Linked DNA regions of Hordeum vulgare: region 2 is linked to region 1. A link is a contact called in public Hi-C data. All regions are on one chromosome and are shown on one strand. The core of a region is the stretch at or near the end of the contact, and the rest is flanking DNA. Distances in the headings are between cores, read along the strand shown. Region 1 holds the start of LOC123449002 (trifunctional UDP-glucose 4,6-dehydratase/UDP-4-keto-6-deoxy-D-glucose 3,5-epimerase/UDP-4-keto-L-rhamnose-reductase RHM1-like). Region 2 has its middle 140 kb from the start of LOC123446642.

What was found. A called contact is a pair of places that touch in the nucleus more often than the background predicts.
Region 2: a Hi-C map of leaf shows a contact between it and region 1, with 4 times the contacts expected there. The contact joins the enhancer-like site here to the promoter of LOC123449002 in region 1. A contact is called at or near these places in 2 of 6 Hi-C or Micro-C datasets (leaf and seedling).

The regions. Positions count from the first base shown.
Region 1 is chr4H:469,716,377-469,721,113 of MorexV3_pseudomolecules_assembly, reverse strand. LOC123449002 (trifunctional UDP-glucose 4,6-dehydratase/UDP-4-keto-6-deoxy-D-glucose 3,5-epimerase/UDP-4-keto-L-rhamnose-reductase RHM1-like) reads left to right here and starts at 1,721. Exons shown (of 3, transcript XM_045126061.1): 1 at 1,721-1,971; 2 at 2,558-4,138; 3 at 4,231-4,737. The coding sequence starts at 2,564. The coding sequence ends at 4,683.
Region 2 is chr4H:470,161,439-470,165,750 of MorexV3_pseudomolecules_assembly, reverse strand. No RefSeq gene overlaps it. Among protein-coding and RNA genes, the nearest start is that of LOC123446642, 140 kb to the left of the region's middle. Within about 2 kb of position 2,095, at least 2 of the 3 cell types and tissues checked have open chromatin away from gene starts, as enhancers often do. A contact at or near this core is called in leaf, where this site is marked.

The sequences.
Region 1 (4,737 bases), core at 472-2,971:
CGATCACAAGTCGATCCTAACCAGCACAACCCTCCCCTCCACTCCTAAAGATGACTAACTACTCGGCTAATGGTGTGACTCCAAGTGCTCCAGCTCCGACCCAAGTACCAAAATCATCGAAGATAAGGTCAACCGTACCCCACTCGTTCTTGATCTGGCTCCCGTCAAACACCCTTCCATTGCGTTGCTTCCAGATGGTCCAACAAATAAGTATGAAAAAGGTGTCAAAGCCTCTACGGGTAGGCTTGGTGATACGCTTCCTCGTCGTCAACCACCATTGGACCAAGGTGTCGTGTGGTAAAGGTACAATGAGGCCAGCAAGGCCCATCCTGGTGAAACAGATGTACCAAAATTGCCGAGAAAACACGCACTGCATGAGGATGTGCTCAAATGTGTCTTCCTCCTGGTCGCACATATAGCACGGTGTTCTTGCAATCCATGACGGACCCTCCTATCAGAAGTCCACAAGCGGTGTTGCACCGTCAGCCACATGAAGATCTTGCTCGCAAGCGGACTCCAACACTTCCAAATGGCAGCGAAAGAGGGAAACCTGACTCCTCCCTCATAAAGCATCCTGTACGCTGAAGAGGCGAGTATACACCAATGTTGTGCCAAGCCCAGATCGGTCTGTCCCCCGTCTCCGGATCGGGCTGCACGTTCATGAAAATCTCCCAAAGAGAGATGAATTGGGCAAGGCCCTCAGGGCATAACTCCCCAACGATGTCATTAGTCCATGCCTGAGACAGGAGAGCATCCTTGACTTTGCGACGGTTGACAACTTGTGTCCTGACCTTTGCCACCACAAGAGGGGCAATCTCCTTGATCGTGGCACCATGAATCCATCTATCTTTCCAGAACAAGATGTTGTCGCCCGCTCCTAAATCCCAACTGACTAGACTGTCAAAAGTCTCGGACACACGTTTGTCTGCAGTTAGGTTCAAACCTTGCCATGGCATGTCCCTGTCCGTGCGCCTGAGCCACTCCTAGCGGAGCCTCAAAGCAATCCCATGCTTGAATAAGTCAATGACACCAAAGTCACCAAGGTGTTTCGGGCGACATACTCTAGTTCAAGAGACCACACACTTGCCACCATGTACCTCCTCCTATCCAGCCCAAAAGAAAGCACGACACCACTTGTCAACACGATCCAAAGCCCAATTGGGCGCTTCACCAACTAAAAGGTGGTGGGTAGCGCGCGCCTGCACGACCTGATTCACGAGAACGAGCCTTCCAAGGCTGGTGACCAACCCTCACTGCCAACCAGGCATAATGTGAAGCGCGGTATCCACAATTGCATGCCATTCAGACCTCTTCATCTGTTTGATGCTAAGTTGAAGACCAAGATATTTGCAAAGGAATTTGTCAATCCTCCACGGGAGGGTTGTCTTTACAAGCTCCTCATCCACACTCTCCGATCTGATCATGATAACATATTTACTTATTTTACTTCCTCCGTTCCTAAATACAAGTATTTTTAGAGATTTCATTAAGAGACCACATACGAAGCAAAATAAATGGATCTGCACTCTAAAATATGTTTATATACATCCTTACGTAATCCTCTAATAAAACCTTTAAAAAAGAATTATATTTAGCCACAAGTCAAAGTTTAACCAAGGAAACCAGCAAACCAGACGGAGGTAGAAATCAAATCACACGGTGGTCAGGTCGGTGGGAAAGTCCCGTCTAGAAGAGCCTGTGCTACTCCTGTGCTGGAGGAAAGGAAAACGAAAACGAGAATGGACGCGCGGACCACGCGGCGAAACGGTCAGGATCCTCCTTCCGCCCCACTCTCTTTTAAGCCCCCCATCCGCCCGTACTCGTCGGCGCCGTGCAGTTGAGTGCTCGCTGCTCCCTCCTCCTCCCCTCCAAGATTCTTCTTCGACCCCTCCCGATCTCCAAGGCGCCGCCGCGCGCCAGATCTCCTCCGCGCGCCCGCGGTGCGCCCTCGCCGCCTGCGCGATCTGCCTGGTGAGCCCCCCCCCCCCCCCCCCCCCTCCCCCGCTGCCTGCTCCTAGATCCGTGTCCTCGCCTGGAATTCCGGTGGCGACCTTGCGGTCAGACTTGCGCAGTGTACCATTCCCGTGCGTGTGTTATTTGCCGCGGCGAAGAGTTCGGTCGTGGTTTCACGTTGCGTATATGTGTTTGCCACCGCTGGACTGTGTTTGCCACCGCTGGACCTGGGGATCGTGATGATGGAAGATTGATGGGCGCCTAGTGAAAATTGCATTTGCCATGATCAGGATATTGTAGTGCGGCGGGTGTTCTGCTATGCCTGCTGATGGCTGTGGTGTCAGTTTAGTCAATTCTCTACTGTTTTACTACTCCATAGCCTGCTCATGGCTATGGTATCAGTTTAGTCAGTTATCTACTGTTTTACTATTCCACGGCCTGCTGATGGCTACGGAGTTAATAATGTTTTCTCTATTCTTCATTGATGGTACGAGTATATCTGCTTTTAGTTTTAGCAGGAGTTGCCTTGTTTTCCTAGTAACTTCAATGATAAGTTTGTAAGAATAATTAATAACACGTTGCATGTTTGGATATTAATTTGCAGGCCAAGATGGCGACCTATGAGCCCAAGAACATCCTCATAACTGGTGCTGCGGGTTTCATTGCATCCCATGTGGCAAACCGGCTAATTAGGAGCTATCCTCACTACAAGATTGTTGTCCTTGACAAGATTGACTACTGCTCCAACCTGAAAAATCTCAACCCTTCCCGGCCATCACCAAATTTCAAGTTTGTCAAGGGTGACATTGCAAGTGCTGATCTGGTGAACTACCTTCTCATCACTGAGTCCATTGACACCATCATGCACTTTGCTGCCCAGACTCATGTGGATAATTCGTTCGGCAATTCATTTGAGTTCACAAAGAACAATATATATGGTACCCATGTTCTCCTTGAGGCATGCAAGGTTACTGGCCAGATCAGAAGATTTATTCACGTCAGTACTGATGAGGTGTATGGAGAAACTGATGAGGATGCTGTGGTTGGTAACCATGAGGCCTCGCAGTTGCTTCCGACAAATCCATATTCAGCTACGAAAGCAGGGGCTGAAATGCTTGTGATGGCTTATGGGAGGTCTTATGGTCTTCCTGTGATTACGACTCGAGGCAACAATGTGTATGGGCCAAATCAGTTCCCTGAGAAGCTCATCCCAAAATTTATTCTTTTGGCCATGAAAGGCCTGCCCCTTCCAATTCATGGTGATGGCTCTAATGTCAGGAGCTATCTGTACTGTGAGGATGTTGCTGAAGCTTTTGAGGTAGTTCTTCACAAAGGAGAGGTTGGACACGTGTATAATATCGGTACTGTGAAGGAGAGGAGGGTAATTGATGTGGCGAGTGACATATGCAAGCTATTTGGCTTGGACACCGAAAAGGTCATCAGGTTCGTCGAGAACAGGCCCTTCAATGACCAGAGGTACTTCCTGGATGATCAGAAACTGAAGAAGTTGGGATGGGCAGAGCGCACAACATGGGAAGAGGGTTTGAAGAAAACAATTGAATGGTACACAAGTAATCCTGAGTACTGGGGCGATGTTGCCGGTGCATTGCTCCCTCATCCAAGGATGTTGATGACGCCTGGAGTTGAAAGGCATAACTGGACTGAGGAAATCAAATCTCTTGCTTCTTCGCCAGCTGAAGCCAAGGAATGTAACACAGTAGCTGCTGCAGCCACTTCCAATAGCACCAGCAGTGCCCCTCAGAAGGCCACCTACAAATTTTTAATATATGGTAAGACTGGATGGATTGGTGGTCTACTCGGGAAGATATGTGAGAAGCAAAGCATACCTTATGAATATGGTAAAGGGCGCCTACAAGAGCGCTCTCAGCTCCTGCAGGACATTCGAAACGTGAAGCCGACTCATGTTTTCAATGCTGCTGGTGTCACTGGAAGGCCAAATGTTGACTGGTGTGAGACCCACAAACAGGACACTATCCGCACCAATGTTGTAGGCACCTTGAATCTTGCTGATGTTTGTCGTGAGCAGGGGTTGCTCATGATTAATTATGCTACTGGTTGCATATTTGAGTATAATGCTGAACACCCTGAAGGGTCTGGAATTGGTTTTAAAGAGGAGGACACGCCCAACTTTGTAGGTTCATTTTACTCCAAAACCAAAGCCATGGTAAGCTCAAATATTTTCTTTATGATGTGTAACACATATCCTTTTGCTTCTCGTGGAAACAAACTCATGTGTTGTACCTACATGTAATGCAGGTGGAAGAGTTATTGAAGGACTATGATAATGTCTGTACTCTTAGAGTCAGGATGCCCATATCATCAGACCTAAGCAATCCTCGGAACTTCATCACAAAAATAGCCCGCTATGACAAGGTGGTGAACATTCCTAACAGTATGACAATTTTAGATGAACTCTTGCCTATCTCTGTAGAGATGGCAAAGCGGGATTGTAGGGGCATATGGAATTTCACCAACCCTGGGGTTGTCAGTCATAACGAGATTCTGGAGATGTACAAGGAATACATCAACCCGGACTTCAAGTGGACCAACTTCACGCTCGAAGAGCAGGCCAAGGTTATAGTTGCACCAAGAAGCAACAACGAAATGGACGCGTCAAAGCTGAAGTCAGAGTTCCCTGAGCTACTGTCCATTAAGGAATCTTTGATCAAGAATGTCTTTGAGCCAAACAGGAAGGTTTCTACTAATTGAAGATTCATGTGACACAGGTCTGCTAGAAGCTATTTCTAATTAGCTAATATATTT
Region 2 (4,312 bases), core at 846-3,345, 440 kb before region 1:
GGAAAAACCATATGCATATTATAATATCAAAAAAAGTTTATTTTGAACCTTAAACTTGTAGTGGTTGGACAAAACGAACCTTTAAATCGAAATTTCGATGCACCCTGAACTATGCAGTCCTAGTGAGTGGTGGAGCTAGACGGAATGTGTAGGGGCGAAAAAGAAAATACGAGTGTTTTGGGGGGGCGGAGGGGCAAATATTTAAAAAGTTCTCATCTAAGTCTTCCAAATTATTTTTTCTTCACAAATTAGTCCAAAGCTGGGTGGGTGGGGGTTGGGGGGGGGGGGGGGCGTAGCTCCACCGTTGATCCCAGTCTAAATTGAACCCTCGCAAATGTCAACTGGGATTCGTCTCACTGGTGGGCCAGGAAGCGATAGTGTTGACCACGTCGCGCGCCCGTGCTCCATGCTGGGCCGGCTCATTTGTCTTTTTTCCAGTTATACTTATATTCTCGTGTTTGTGGCATTTAAAATCTATTCAAGCATTAGAAAACAAATACACAGCACTAACAAATACACCTAAATATTATAAGAATATATGTGTGTAATTTCAAAAATTCTTGTTGCATTTCAAAAATTGACGCATTTCAAAATAATGTTCATGACATTTAAAAAAATGTATACAATGTAAACAAATGTCACATAGTTAAAACAAATGTTTCATACCATACCAAAAATGTTCAACGGGTATTTGCAAAAATACATGTTAGTTTTCAAAAATAGACATAAATATATATATTTAGAAAAATGTTAATCATGTATTTCCAAAATGTTAAACGTGTGTAAAAATGTTTCTTATTTATACAAAAATGACCAATGCGTGTGAAGCAAATAGGCAGCGTTAGTTTGCTGGTCTCTCCGTGGGATAAATTTTTGACTGGTCAATCAGAATGACCTCACTCTTTCTGTGATAATATACATATGTGTGGTGAGTTCTTATTAAATAAAAACATAAACTTTGTCATCCCTTTATTACGTCATGTTTTTTAACAATGTTTACACATTTCTTTAAATGCCATGTCATTTCGTCTTTACAATGTTTTTTCTCCAATGTTCAAACATTTCTTTAGATGTCATGTAATTTTGACCCCGCGTTTATATATTATACTCCCTCCGTTCCGTGTACAAGTCATCTTAGGTTGTGCACCGCGACCAAGACAAATAGGAAAGCAAAAAAATAATGTTAATTTACTAATTAATACCATGACATGCAATGAATTGACCAATGCATGCGGTGTTAGTTAGTCCAAGTCATTAAAAACGTATACGCCCTACGCCTTTTGTTGGTTGATTCTTTTATTCATGTCAAAAAATAAGAAACGAGATAAAAAATAATGCATCGCTCCGAAGTGTTCTGAAGTTATTTGATTTTTGTAAGATTGAATTATAAACCGGAACGAAGGGAGTATAAAGGATTGCCCTGATACATTAATGAGAACCTGCTTTGGTCCGGTTGTTTCACGCGAGCGAAGTAGCAGTAGATCTCTCGTCGAAACCCACCCGAACCATTCTTTTTTTCTTTTTCTTTTTATTAGTATTTGATTTGAGGTGCTTCCTTGTTTTTTTTTTGAGAATCTTGACGTAATTTCTAAGTAAAACAAAAATGAGGGCACAGACAGTTACATCGAACTGGGGCATATGGCCTAGTCTTACCCCCCGCACGCTGCACCAATTCCAGCCATACTGTTAAAAAAAATAAACAATGGTCATACTTCTTTTTGTTATATCTCTGGTTCGGCACAAGAGCACGATCCGGCTAAAGCGCAAGTTGCACGAGTGCCAAACAAACTAACCGGATATTGGAATGAACTGTGCTCTACGTTGCCACGCATATAAACATTGACGAAGACGATGCATAAAGAATATGACGAGGGAGCAAGTACCGTCCACACCACACCAGGGCTTGTTTGGCTTGTGCTTGTGCTAGCGGCTAGCGGTCGTGTTGCGTTTGGCGCGTGAGGAACAGCGACCGCGCACGCGAAGTTGCTAGCGGCAAAAGAGAAGAAAGAGATGGAATCCATCGTCTTGGGAGGAGGGTTCCTACCAGACAGCTTGTTACGTCAGGAAACGGCCGGCTCCACCGACGGCCCGGCGACACCGAGCGAGGAGAGCACGTCGGAGGAGGGTCGTCACACGTGGGTTAGCACTGGGAGCCGTACATGCTCACCGGCACACCTATACACTCAAATTACCTCCCCCCAAAAAGAAAACCTTGTACACTGAATGAAACATATCTTGACTTTAAAGCATCTATAACCGCAACATGTAAATCCGCCCCATCAAACATTCACGAACACGTCCAGATGCGACCGATCACGTCTTAAATAATGCATTCTACAAACGGACACCTCAAATATGATATTTCAAATCCATATAAATTTATGAAACTATTACGTCGATACATTGTACACATCGTTCGACTACTCCATCACTACTAACATGCAATCGGACTATCAAAATTTAGCATCTTTGGCTATGGTGGACATCATCTATGGCTACCCTTCCTCTTTTCAGAGTCCTTGTCGTCCTTCTCGCGGAAGTACCGGTCGAAGACGCAGTACGGATCGAGCTGGATGTGCTCATCGCCGGAGCTGTCCTCGCCGTCGCCAACCTCCTTCTCCACCTTGAGTGGCAGTCTCGCCATTTCATGGACTGCTCGATTCTGCTCTAGGGCGAGGGCACACATGTTCCTCCGCTGTTGTTTCTTCGAAATGTGGGCACGGATGGCTGCCTCCTGTGCGGCCACCCGCGCCGCCGCCATTTCCTCCGTGATACGGGCCCCGACGACAATTATCCTCTTCTTCCCACGACGGGCAACCCGTTTCTGGTGGGACTCACGGTCTGTCCGACCGGTGATGGGGAAGTGGAGATTTTTCGACCGTCGCGATGATCCGGCCCAAGAGGACCCGAGCGCTCATTGAGCCAACGCGATGGAGTCGCGACGGACACATCCTGTCGTTGGTCGGACGTTGTCCTAGTGCCCGTTGCCCCCATCCCCCCTCTCCCTCGCTCGCTTTCGCCCCTGCATCGTGCAGCCGCAGCCGTCGCCATGGCCAAGTTCTCCAACGCGGCCACCGTGCTCCTCGCTGACTAGGAGCGTGCCTAGAGGGACCGTCGACAGCCGCTGCTCCTTCGCCAGAATCGAGTCGCTTCCTACTTCGGCCACCGCTGATCTTCGCCGTTCATCACATCGATTCGTCCGTGTCCGGCCAGCCCCGGCCTCCCCAAGTACCCCCTCAAGCTCCGTTGTGAGCCCGAGTTCTCCTCCACCTCCCCTTGCTCCCTCCTGTGTGCCATAGCTAGCTCCTCGTCATGCACTACCGCTATCTGTTGCTCGATCGATGTAGTGGTCGCTACTCTCGCCACCCACGACATCCACCAAGCACACCTACGTGCGCAGGGCCTCGTCGCAATGCCATTCGTGCCACGGAGCCATCTACCTCGCGTCGCAACACTGTCGATTCTCGTGTTCGCGCCTCGCCGCCTCCACGGCCCCTCGCCGGCGCCCCTACCGACTGCCACAACAACCACGACCCCCACTGTCGGATGCACGCGAGCGTTGGGAACTCGTAGATCTACTCTGCACACGATTAGGTGGACCGTACCAAATTTCCGACCCAGTCCGGCGAAGTTTCGTCGCGGCACGGCTCGTCGGAGTTACTCGAGTCGCCGATGATGACCTGGTCACCCAGGTGGCCCCTCTAGGTCACTGGCCAGGGGGCCTCGCGGGCCCTGGCCAGTTGACCTGGTCAACTGGTTGACTGGGCAGCCCCAGCCGCTACGAGTGGGCCACACACCCCGGGCCACTGACATGTGGGCCTAGGGTCATTTTTACTTAAGTTTTAATCTAAAATAATTAGTTTAAGTTAGATAGTCGCTCCCATGTGGGTCCCTCCTCTAATTAAATATGTTTCACTTATAAATAATTATTGATTAACCCACTGTCTATGACAGGTGGGGCCCACTGGTCAGGTTTGACTAGTCAGCTCCCATGTCGACTACTCACTCGAGCATGATGTCATGCTGATGCAATAAAATATTTTTCTTAGTTAAATTAAATCTATAAATTTCAAAATATTAATAAAACTTTGATAATTAATATAAATTAATTTGTAAGTAAGATGAAAATAATTTATATATAAAAGTTGATCCGGAAAATCCCACGAACTCGAATATGATGTCCGTTCATGTGTCACATGCTCCTAGCATGATGAACATGGGCATTTGGCGTTAGGATCATCTCTAACGTAGTAGCCCGAGATCCGAGAAATATCGTCACATATTTTCCGCTCCGTCCATGACGTGTAGTACT